4 separate regions of the Mus musculus genome follow, and all the other regions are linked to region 1. The links are chromatin contacts, called in public Hi-C, HiChIP or PLAC-seq and Micro-C maps. All regions are on one chromosome and are shown on one strand. The core of a region is the stretch at or near the end of the contact, and the rest is flanking DNA. Distances in the headings are between cores, read along the strand shown. Region 1 holds the start of Pdpn (podoplanin). Region 2 has its middle 19 kb from the start of Gm52493. Region 3 holds the start of Lrrc38 (leucine rich repeat containing 38). Region 4 has its middle 36 kb from the start of Gm52493.

Evidence for each region. A called contact is a pair of places that touch in the nucleus more often than the background predicts. HiChIP or PLAC-seq counts read pairs in DNA pulled down with a chosen protein or histone mark.
Region 2: a Micro-C map of embryonic stem cells shows a contact between it and region 1, with 2.3 times the contacts expected there. The contact joins the enhancer-like site here to the promoter of Pdpn in region 1. A contact is called at or near these places in 4 of 39 promoter capture datasets (embryonic stem cells, macrophages and stem cell-derived epiblast-like cells), 12 of 484 Hi-C or Micro-C datasets (the BV-2 cell line, bone marrow-derived dendritic cells, bone marrow-derived macrophages and 4 more), 4 of 115 datasets of contacts at active chromatin or transcription factors (embryonic stem cells and extraembryonic endoderm stem cells) and 3 of 9 other capture datasets (adipose tissue, macrophages and pancreatic islet).
Region 3: a contact with region 1 is called in an H3K4me3 HiChIP or PLAC-seq map of embryonic stem cells, with 36 read pairs. The contact joins the promoter of Lrrc38 here to the promoter of Pdpn in region 1. A contact is called at or near these places in 2 of 39 promoter capture datasets (cranial neural crest and hippocampal neurons), 2 of 484 Hi-C or Micro-C datasets (embryonic stem cells and nephron progenitors), 3 of 115 datasets of contacts at active chromatin or transcription factors (embryonic stem cells and extraembryonic endoderm stem cells) and 4 of 9 other capture datasets (adipose tissue, embryonic stem cells, liver and 1 more).
Region 4: a Hi-C map of nephron progenitors shows a contact between it and region 1, with 2.7 times the contacts expected there. The contact joins the enhancer-like site here to the promoter of Pdpn in region 1. A contact is called at or near these places in 2 of 39 promoter capture datasets (macrophages and pre-B cells), 26 of 484 Hi-C or Micro-C datasets (Th1 cells, bone marrow-derived dendritic cells, cerebral cortex and 14 more), 10 of 115 datasets of contacts at active chromatin or transcription factors (bone marrow-derived dendritic cells, embryonic fibroblasts, embryonic stem cells and 2 more) and 4 of 9 other capture datasets (adipose tissue, embryonic stem cells, macrophages and 1 more).

The regions. Positions count from the first base shown.
Region 1 is chr4:143,298,297-143,300,845 of GRCm38.p6, reverse strand. It overlaps Pdpn (podoplanin), which reads left to right and starts at 1,282. Exons shown (of 6, transcript NM_010329.3): 1 at 1,282-1,657. The coding sequence starts at 1,591.
Region 2 is chr4:143,237,433-143,239,981 of GRCm38.p6, reverse strand. No RefSeq gene overlaps it. Among named protein-coding and RNA genes, the nearest start is that of Gm52493, 19 kb to the right of the region's middle. Within about 2 kb of position 1,276, at least 62 of the 459 cell types and tissues checked have an H3K27ac peak or open chromatin away from gene starts, as enhancers often do. A contact at or near this core is called in the BV-2 cell line, bone marrow-derived macrophages, embryonic stem cells and 2 more, where this site is marked.
Region 3 is chr4:143,348,483-143,351,031 of GRCm38.p6, reverse strand. Lrrc38 (leucine rich repeat containing 38) reads right to left here and starts at 1,282. Exons shown (of 2, transcript NM_001162983.1): 1 at 221-1,282. The coding sequence starts at 863.
Region 4 is chr4:143,254,489-143,257,037 of GRCm38.p6, reverse strand. No RefSeq gene overlaps it. Among named protein-coding and RNA genes, the nearest start is that of Gm52493, 36 kb to the right of the region's middle. Within about 2 kb of position 1,272, at least 2 of the 459 cell types and tissues checked have an H3K27ac peak or open chromatin away from gene starts, as enhancers often do. A contact at or near this core is called in nephron progenitors, where this site is marked.

The DNA.
Region 1 (2,549 bases), core at 33-2,532:
ATGCATGCGTGAGTGCATGCGCACACACAATAAATAATTTTTAAAAATCAGTCTACTTTTGAAATTCTTGAGATGAAGTCTGTTTGAAACTGAGGTCAAAGATAAAAGGATGAAAACAGCTCATTGTCACCTTCATTGGGACACGTAGGGACCGTTCATTGTTAAGTTCTCTGTAACTTATTTTTACCGTGTGCATGCGCGAGTGTGTGTGTGTATGTGTGTGTGTGTGTGTGTGTGTGTGTGTGTGTGTGCTCGCTGTCTGGTCAGAGGGCAACATACAGGAATCAATCGGGACTCTCCTTTCACCATTGTGGGTTCAGAGCCTAAAACTTAAGTCACTCGGCTTGGTGGCCGAGCCACCTCTGGGGGGCCCATCCTCAGATGCTTTTGTTGAAAGGAATTTATGGCATCTGGGAGTGAAGCCAAGACCACCCCCGACCCTGTTCTTAGATTCCAACAGGTTAGAAGGGAATAATGAACATTTCTCTTGCCGATACCCACTCCCTGAGAGCAAGGAAGGATTGTTTAAATCAAGAGACAGGGGATTACCAGTTAAACCCTAGGATTAATAGATGAGCTGAACTCTTATTAGTTCCAGGTGAGTGGCCGATAGTCAGATGACACAGCTGCTCCTGGTATCCAGGTGAAGCCACAAAGTCCCGGTATCAGGGGGTGGTGGTACGTGCTCTGCCTTCTGTATAACTCACTAGGGCCAAGCACCCTTCAAGGTCAAGCACCCCACCCAGACAAGTACCTCACCGGGCCAAGTACTGCACTGAAGGCTAGTTGTGGGAGGACAGACGCGTCCTTCCGTCCGTCCGTCCATCCATCCATCCATCCATCCATCCATCCATCCATCCATCCATCCATCCATCCATCCACGTGCCTTGCATGAAGGTTCAATAAACAAGAGCCGCCTCAGACTCACCCAAACAACGGCCGTTTTCCCCAAACCATCTGAAGAAAAAAATCCAGTGCATCGGTCTAAAAACCATAAAACCAGCCGCATACGCCACTGTGTGCGTCTCTCTTCTGCCCACTATCAAGGAAACCTAAGTTGTGGGCTTTGCCCTCCAAAACATAATAGTAAATATAGTAGAAAAATAAATAAAAATTGTAAATCAGAACTGTTTACTGCACGTGGCCCCCTTTTCTCCTGTAGTGGAACAAAGTCAAAAGCTTTTTTTTTTTTTCCCCTCTGGGCTGGGCCCCAGTGGCTGAGGCCCTGTAACTTTAAACCTGGCCTGAGGTCATCTTGTGATGCTGGCCAAACAGAGTTCGGGGGCGGTCCTAGATCTCCGGGACCACCTGACGCCCACCCGCTCCCGCCCCGGGACCGGAGACATAAATGCCGACTGTGCCGAGAGGTTGCCAGCTGCCAAGTTTGCTGTGCTTGCTGCCTCTGCGAGTCCAGAAAGCCCGGGCACTCTCTGGCGCTGAGACTTTTGCTCAGCGCCTTCCAACCTCCTCCCGAGCTCTTCCCGGCTGGGCCTGTGGCTTCGAAGTTTTTTGTTTTGTTTTGTTTTGTTTTTCATCTTTTCACAACCCACAAAAAAACCCACTAGCTGCTGAGGCTCCAACGAGATCAAGATGTGGACCGTGCCAGTGTTGTTCTGGGTTTTGGGGAGCGTTTGGTTCTGGGACTCTGCGCAGGGAGGTAAGCGCCATGCATGATTGGCAACCAGCACTTGTTGGTGGGGATGGAGGGAGGCGGGGGATGCTTGGGCCTGGGATCTGCGAGTGCGGGGGGAGGGAGGGAGAGCGGTGGGGTAGCTTAGATGGGGCTAAGTCTCCTGTAACAGCCAAGTGGGTGTGGCGGTAGGGGGTCCACCCACAGGTGGTAGGGGTACAGAATGGCCCTAACAACCCCCACCGCCCCGGGGGCTAGTGTTACGGGATGGGAAGGTGACCAAGGGCGACTGGACTGGCCCAAAAAAGCAGTGTGTTAGAGGAATGATTAATGTCTCTGAAAAAGAGGAACAGATAGGAGGACGTAGGTTGGAACTCTGGGTCACACCCCTGGCTGGGGATAGACCTGAAGAGGCTTCGCTAATTAGGATGGTAGCTGGAAGGGACGGTGGAACAGCTTGACCCGCAAGCTGCTATCTTTCTAGCATTCTTGTCTCTGCCTCTTTCTTTCCTCCCCTCCCCACACCCCTACACTGGAAATGGATGGAACCCAGGGCGCCACGGACCTGTACCTCCTAACCTGGAGGGCTGCCGTGAGCGTTGAAGCGCAAGTGTGTTTGAGGCCATGTATTGAACTTGGCCAAGGACTCAGTGGCTGAATTAGTGTTAATTAAAGACGAATGGAGCCTGAGAATGTAGCTCAGTTGGCAGAGTCCATGTTTGGCATGTGAGACACTCTCATGCTCCATCCCCAGCAAGATGCAAAAGCCAGGATGGTGATGCTCAACTGTGTCAGCACTGGGAAATGGAGGCAGGAGGATGAGAGGGTTCAGGGTTATCTTGGGGTATAAGGAGTTTGAAACCAGACTGGGCTTTAAGACCCTGACTAGAAAGAAACAGATTGATGGGACCACCATCAC
Region 2 (2,549 bases), core at 27-2,526, 61 kb after region 1:
ATAACGCAGGATTGTGGACCACTGACTTCCTGGCACAAGCCAATCAGAAGCCGACCCCTGTGACCTCCCCAGCACCCACCAATGAAATTTTAGATTACCTAACCCACTCTCTAAATATAGCAGAACTAACTAACATAGTAGCCAATCAAAGTTCTACTAATGTCACTGTTTGGCTCCTACCAATCCCATTCCAGATTACCTACTCCTTCTAGAGAGTTTCCCTGCTTCCCTACAAGAAGGCCTTTGGGCCTTTGTCTGAGGTCGCCATTTTGGAGAATGGTTGACCCGCACCTGCTGGTCGTTTCTATAGAATCAACCCTCTCTGTCTTTGTGCACTGAGTCTGGGGTCTTCCTTCAGCGCTTTTCGGACCCTTACAGTGCAGGAGTTACAGGCAACTGTGAACAACCCAGGTCGGGTGCTGGAAGCTGAACTTGGGGCCTCTGCCATTTCTCTAGCCCTGAAAAATCGTTTGATAAAACCCACCCTCAAGCTGTACAACCTTCAAGATTGGTGTACATCCTTTATAGTCCTCTCTCTTCAGCCTAAAGGGTTCTCCGCCTGGCTCTCCCTGCACCACCTCAGGTCTTCCATCTGTGGCTCCCCCAAGCCCCACCTCTCCCCCGCTCCCCCAAGCCCATGCCAAATCCTGTCAGGAAATTGCACCATCTTTCAGCCCTTTCATAATCCTTTCTTGTATCTAAAGCATGGGCCCCAAACTTCACTCTGTACAAAGCAGCATGGCAGGGTAAAAAAAGCCCAGAGGAACCAGCTCACCCCCAACTGTCCTGGACTCGGCTGACTTTAGCACTGATAGGCGGGTGTCCCAGAAATTTTTTCAGCTCTTACAGACAGTCAGACAAGAGATTTTACCTCTTTAAAAGGCAACCTCCGTATTCTATCTCCTGTCATCTTAACTCTAACACACCTCAGCATCTTAAACAAAACCAAATCAACCCCCTCCAAAAAACCCACAAAACCAAAAATTAAATGTAATTGTCCCACTTGGCCACGAGGCGGCGCCATGGTCTACATAAACGGCATTGCTATTAGAAAGGAACAAAATAGTTCAGAATAGCAGGAAATTTAAAAAGCTGTCAATGTTTATGTTTAGAAAGAGGATGAAAGGAGGAAGAGGGAAAAGGCGATTAAATGAATGTTATTTCTGCTGCTAAATTCGAAAACAAAACAAGATAATGCTGACACTGGCCGTCCAGTGACCTTGTGAAGTGAGAAAACCGATAAAGTAGCCTGAGGTCACAAAACCGTGTCATAACTGGAAAGTCTGGAACTTTCCGCAGGTTTCAAAGGTCTATCTGCAGCTGAGCAGTAAGGGAAAATAGATTGGAGCCAATGCTGCGTAAGTAAAGGAGATTTTGGTGTGCATCCTTAATGGGGAGGTGGAGGAAGTGACAGCTAAGACATGTTCAGGATTCCAAGCCACCAGCTTTAGTTACCTTTTTACAGCTCTGACAAAAACACCGCGATCCCCGACCCCCGCGGCGGCGACTTATAAAAGAAAGCATTTAGCAGGGCGTGGGGCCACCATTTTACATTCCATTGCTTGCGAGGCAGAGGCAGGCGTGTCTGTGATTTTTGAGGCCGGCAGGATTTACACAATAAATTCCAGAATAGCTACCTGAAACTTCCCCCATTACTCATGCAGAAACTATCTCCACGTGCTAATCACTTGCAAATCAAACAATATTATCTGTAAGGAAGTCTCCTTTCAGTGGCCAACAAAGAACTCAATGTTTTTTTGGAGGTGACTTGTCTCATAATGTCACATTAGGACTCTGTATTTTTTTTTAATTTTACTTTTATTTATTTTTACCCTACAGCTTTTACATATATATAATATGTAAAATATTATATATATATATATAAAACGACTTCCATCTTTGGGTTTTTATTGGATTCCTGAATGTGCAAACAAGTGTGTCACTGTGTCGTCTAGATCTGTTTCTTGTGGCTTCCCTTGGGTTCTTTTCCTTCTGTGTGTTTCCTTTGCCCTATTCTTATCTGAATATTATTTTGTTATTATTCCTTAGATGCCAGTTTGTCTTCCAATGAAGGGGGAAGGTAGATCCAGATGGGGAGGGACTGGTGGGGGGGGTAGAGGGAAGGGAAACCATAATCAGAATATATTGTATGAAAAAAAATCTGTTTTCTTTTTTCTTTTTCTCTTTCTCTTTTTTTTTTTTTTTTGGACAGGGTTTTTGTCCTGGAACTCACTCTGTAGACCAGGCTGGCCTCGAACTCAGAGATCCGCCTGCCTCTGCCTCCCAAATGCTGGGATTAAAGGTGTGCACCACCACCACCCAGTTTGGAAATAAGTCTTTAATTCAGTTAAATTTAGATTCTTTTCTGATTTTCTTACCCCTACATAGTCTAAGAAAATGAATTTTATTTATCCTTATCTCCACCCACCCCCCTTTGAAGAAAAACCTCTACAATAACGTTCCCTGTGACGTGGAGTTGACTCCCAGTTTCTGCCTTCTTGACATCCATAGTCTGAGAGATAGGCCGAGCTGTCAGGATAATGACTCTG
Region 3 (2,549 bases), core at 33-2,532, 50 kb before region 1:
AGAAACTTGAGAGAGTTCCGGGTGTGTTCTTTTAACACTCGTTGCCAACACATCTCAGACTTTCAGACAGCTGGTCTTATGGAGTTACACCACAGGGGTCCTCGTTCAGGGGACTTTCTGGTGAGCCCCAAAACGAGGCCTCACACATCCTGACCGTGCTGGATTCCTCCAGCGTTCCCTACCAGACCCAGCCTTGGCTTCCAGCCACCCTCTGGCTCACCTTTGGGCAATTTGGATGTGTTCTCCTGAATCCAGGAGAAGAGGTGAGCGAAGTCACAGTCACACAGCCAGGGGTTCCCGTCCAGGCGCACAGTGCGCAGTGCCGGCAGCGCATCCAAAGCCGCCACGTTGAGGCTGCGCAGGTTGTTGTCGTTGAGTTCCAGCACCTGCAAGGACTCCAGGCTCTCGAAGGCAGCCTCATGTACACCGGCCAGATGGTTGTTGGCCAGGCTCAGCTTGACCAGCCTCCCCGCCGAGCGGAAGGCGCCGGCCCCCAGCTGGGTGAGGTTGTTGTAGCTCAGGTCCAGAAAGGCCAGCTTGCCCGAGCCGCTGAACGTGCCCTCCTCCAGCGAGCGCAGCGAGTTGTTCCTGAAATCCAGATACACCAGATCTCCATGGAAGATGAAGAAGTCCTCGGGGATCTGCTGGATGCGGTTGCCGGCCACTAGCAGCTTGCGCACGTCCAGGGGGAAGGGATCGGGCACGCTGGGCAGCCCGCGATCGCGACAGTCCACGGTATGGGGGTCGGTGCAAGCACAGCCCGCGGGGCACGCGCGTCCCGGCCCGAGCAGCACCAAGAGGCTACCGAGCCCCAGCGCCGCAGCAGCGCCCGTGGGGTGGCGGGGGGCAACGCAGAGACTCATGGCCCGGGGGACTCCGGAGGACTCAGCTCGCAGCAAGGAGGACGCAGCGGGGCCCTGGCTCCGGGGCGCCGAGAGCCCCAGGGCAGCGGCGCAGGGCGGGGAGGCTGCGCCGGGGCGCGCGGGGGCGATGAGAGTGCGGCGGGGACAGAGCGACCCGGGGTGTCCGGGAGGCGGGGAGGGAGGAGGAAGATGAGAGGTGCTGGGCGCAGAATTTACCCGCACAGGAAACTGACCCTCTGGAACATTCAAAAGCACAGGTGGAGATCGTGGAGGGAGCCCAGAGCGACCCCACTCGGGCGGGGAAGTGGGACCTGTCGCACAGACCTGGCCAGCGGTGCTCAAGACTAAGTTCAGTGACGGATCCCTGGAGCGATTTCCATGGGGCGTGTCTGGGGCATGCGCCCAGAGCGCCACCCTCATCTCTGCCAAAGGGTCCCAGGTCACTCTAACTCGAAGTCCTGAACAAAGCCCGCAGGCTGTCAAGTCCCCGCCTGGGGCTGCGAAGTTGAGCTTTGGCTAGGCTCCAGGATGGTTGGGCTTCCCCTTCGACCCCCTCCTCCCACCTGCTTTTGCCCCACCTCCTGCAGGAGGAGGGTGTGAGCTAGGCGGGTGGCTGCCAAGGTCCCGCTGTGACTGGAAGGATAGCCAGGGCCAGTCAGCGTTTTCCATGCTGGTCCTGAGCTTGGAGATAGAACTGATTATCCTCCCAACACGAATCTTCTGTAGCTCTGAGCAAGGCCAAAGCAAGAGGTACTGGGGCAGTTTGGTGACCTGCAACCAGAGCCTCCAAGCGCCCCCTGAACTCCTGTGGAACCATCTGTGAAAAGGCAAGGGTGGGGACATCTCACCGCTCCCTTTGAGGACTGAAGAAGGCCAGAAGCTGTGTTTAGGAGTTACCAACCCTTCTTTCCCCATCAACCCTTCATTTTGATGGCCCAGGAAAGTGATCTGGTCAGAGAGATGCCAACGCTTAGAGCCCAGCTCCTCAGAGGTGAGGTTGGTCTTAGACAGTGATAGAATTCCTTCCCTGCCATTCCTCAAACCAACCCCGTATTCTACTCCTCTGCCGGGCTTTGAATGTTTGCTTTTTGGAAAAGCCCCTACACTGCTACAGGCAAATCGCCCTGCAGGTGGCTATTTTAATCCTAACACCCTGGAACCGAGAAGCTCAGCCCCTGGCCCAAAATAACCCACGGAACAGCTGTCAGTTACTGGCCCCCATTGACCCTGCCCCATCCCCTGGCACTGCTGGGGATTGGTGGAGCCAGCTATTCCGAAGCCTCAGAGCTAAGTCTGGGTATTTTTTTTCCCAGTTTGGAAGGGAGTTGGATGACCTCTTTTTCCAGTTTGGAAGCCAGTTGGTGCCTCTGAGCCAGGGATCAGGCAGTTGAGCCTTTGGGACAGAGCCAAAGGCCCAAGAACTTGCATGAGTTCCAGGAGGGGCTGGGTGTTGGGCCCCCTCAATCGCTCTTCCCTTGCACACACCCTGGCCACCAAGCTAGACCTACAGCCCCTGTCTTGTGTTCCGATTCTCACCAGGTCAACAGAATGTCTTGCAATTCCCAGTTTCCGGGGCTCTGCCTTTTGAAGAGGCAGTATAGGGTAAGAAAGGACTAGGGTGGGTGAAAGTACCTTAGCTACATTGATGTTGTTAAGGATGCAAGAAGGCAGCCAGAAAGAGCATGT
Region 4 (2,549 bases), core at 23-2,522, 44 kb after region 1:
TCACCTTGATTATTATAAATCCACTGAAATTTACATATGTATTCATCAACCATAGTCATCTTTAACTTTTTTTTTGTTTTGTTTTGTTTTTTTGAGACAGGATTTCTCTGTATAGCCCTGGCTGTCCTGGAACTCACTTTGTAGACAGGCTGGCCTTGAACTCAGAAATCCGCCTGCCTCTGCCTCCCGAGTACTGGGATCATCTGTAACTTTTAAAAATTGTATGGGTATGAGTGTTTGCCTGCATGTGAGTGAGTGTGTCACATACATGCAGTGCCCATGGAGGACAGAGAGGACATAAGATTCTGGGAATTATAGACAGATGTGAGACCCCATGTGGGTACTGGGAATGAAACCTGAGTCTTCTGCAAGAACACGTGGTCTTAACCATCAAGCCATCTCTCCAGGCCCCTCCACATTTTTTTTTGAGAGAGATGGGGGATCATGTGTAACCTAAGTCTGACCTTGAACTTGCTCTATAGCTTAAGAAGTTACAGTCCTGGACTTCTGACTCTCCTGTCTCCACCACTGGAATGCTGCTGTTACAAGTATGTACGACCCTGAACAGTGTTAGTCATTTTGGATGCTCAGGCTAATTTTTTTGAACCAAGGGAGCCCTGCAGGCTGAGTTTCTGATATTACCTCTTTTGTCTTTTGGGTTTATCCTGATTTAAGAATAAAATCTTATTTACTTTTATTTTATGTGTGTTTGTGACTGCCAGTTTCTATGTAAGTGCATCACATGTACACAGCACCCAGCGAGGCCAGAAAGGGGCCTCCCAGAACTGGAGCTACAGCCAGACATAAGCTGGGTCCTGAGGTAGAGCCCCAAGTTCTCTTAACCACTGAACCATCTTTTAGCTTCAACATCCTGGCTTTTTGATATAACAAGCAACCTGGGAAAAACTCAAAGCACCCCGTCTCCAGTTTAGCCTTCAGCATGTCTCTCGGTGCTCTGGTCTGCTCGGCCAAGGTTATGTTCATTGTTGCTGTGTCCTCCTTTCTGCCGTAGACTGACTTAGAAATCACATTGTTTTCAATAGATGAAAGGCCTCAAAACTTCGAGATAACATTTCCTCTTCGAATTGAGCATCTGACCTGAGGCCTGACTATGTCGCTTCAGCATTAAGTCAGAATGTCTTTGTGTGTGTGTGACACGAAAGTCTTGATTTCTAACTATAATTTTAATTGCTGCAATAATTTACGGGGCTGCTGTGTGTGCACAGTGACCGCAAACATCAATCTTGATGCTCATAAAACAGTGGCTGGTGGAGGCTTCTGCTTTCTTTGTGGCTCTCTTTTGGCCTGTAACGCATTCCACACTGAAGGCTGGACCAGTCACTTGAAATAAGTCTTTTATCTTAAGAGTACAGCGTCAATTTGATACATAATTTAGTACTGGTTTTTTACTTCTTTTCGGATTTTAGGCAGTGCTTCCTTCTCAGCCTTTTAACTTACTTCGAAATTTTTTGAATGTATAAAATATTTAGGCAATTCCAAAGTCAGAGCTTCACAGCGAGATACATTCCAAAAGATTTCATTTCCCTCTCCTGGCCCTTCGTCTGGCCTGTACTTCTTGTTTGCTTTTGAAAGTATGAAAAGTGTTTCCGCACTTGAGTGTGGGCATCTGTGTCCTTTCTTTCTCCTTCTATTTTTCCTTTTTTTTTTTTTTTTTTTTGGTTTTGTTTTGTTCTGAGGGACAAATCATGCCTGGTTTGTTTCTCCTTCTCTATGCTACACTCTACAAACATCTTGTGGGTAGAAGTTTTTTCCTATGGAAATACATTGGCTAACGCTCCCATTAGCTCCACACAGAAAGGTCAGCCTGGCAGGGCATGGTGGCGCACGCCTTTAATGCCAGCACTCGGGAGGCAGAGGCAGGTGGATTTCTGAGTTCGAGGCCAGCCTGGTCTACAGAGTGAGTTCCAGGACAGCCAGGGATTCACAGAGAAACCCTGTCTCGAAAACAAAAAAAGAAAGAAAGGAAGGAAGGAAGGAAGGAAGGAAGGAAGGAAGGAAGGAAGGAAGAAAGAAAGGAAGGAAGGAAGGTCAGCCTGGGGTGGTTTTAAGACCCAGCTCTCTCCTGTCACTCCAGAACACAGTTTTTAGTAACTGACTTAGCAGGGGTGGGAGCTCAACCAATTACAAATACCTAGCCAGCTGATTGGTTACACAATTAAAAAAAAAACCTCCCATCAGACCATTCCCAAATGAGGCAAACACCCAGCTGTGGGCACTCAGGAGATCACTGCTCCCACTTCTGAGCCACTTCCCTGCCAGCTACTCTCTGCTCACATGATTTGTGTCAAATGTATATCATCTATAGCATTTCTTTCTTTTTTAAAAAGATTTATTTATTTATTTATTTATTTATTTATTTATTTATTTATTTATTTATTTATTATAAGCACACTGTAGCTGTCTTTAGACATACCAAGAGAGGGCATCAGATCTCATTACAGATGGTTGTGGTTGCTGGGAATTGAACTCAGAGGATCTTTGAAAGAGCAGTCAGTGCTCTTAACCACTGAGCCATCTCTGTAGCCCCT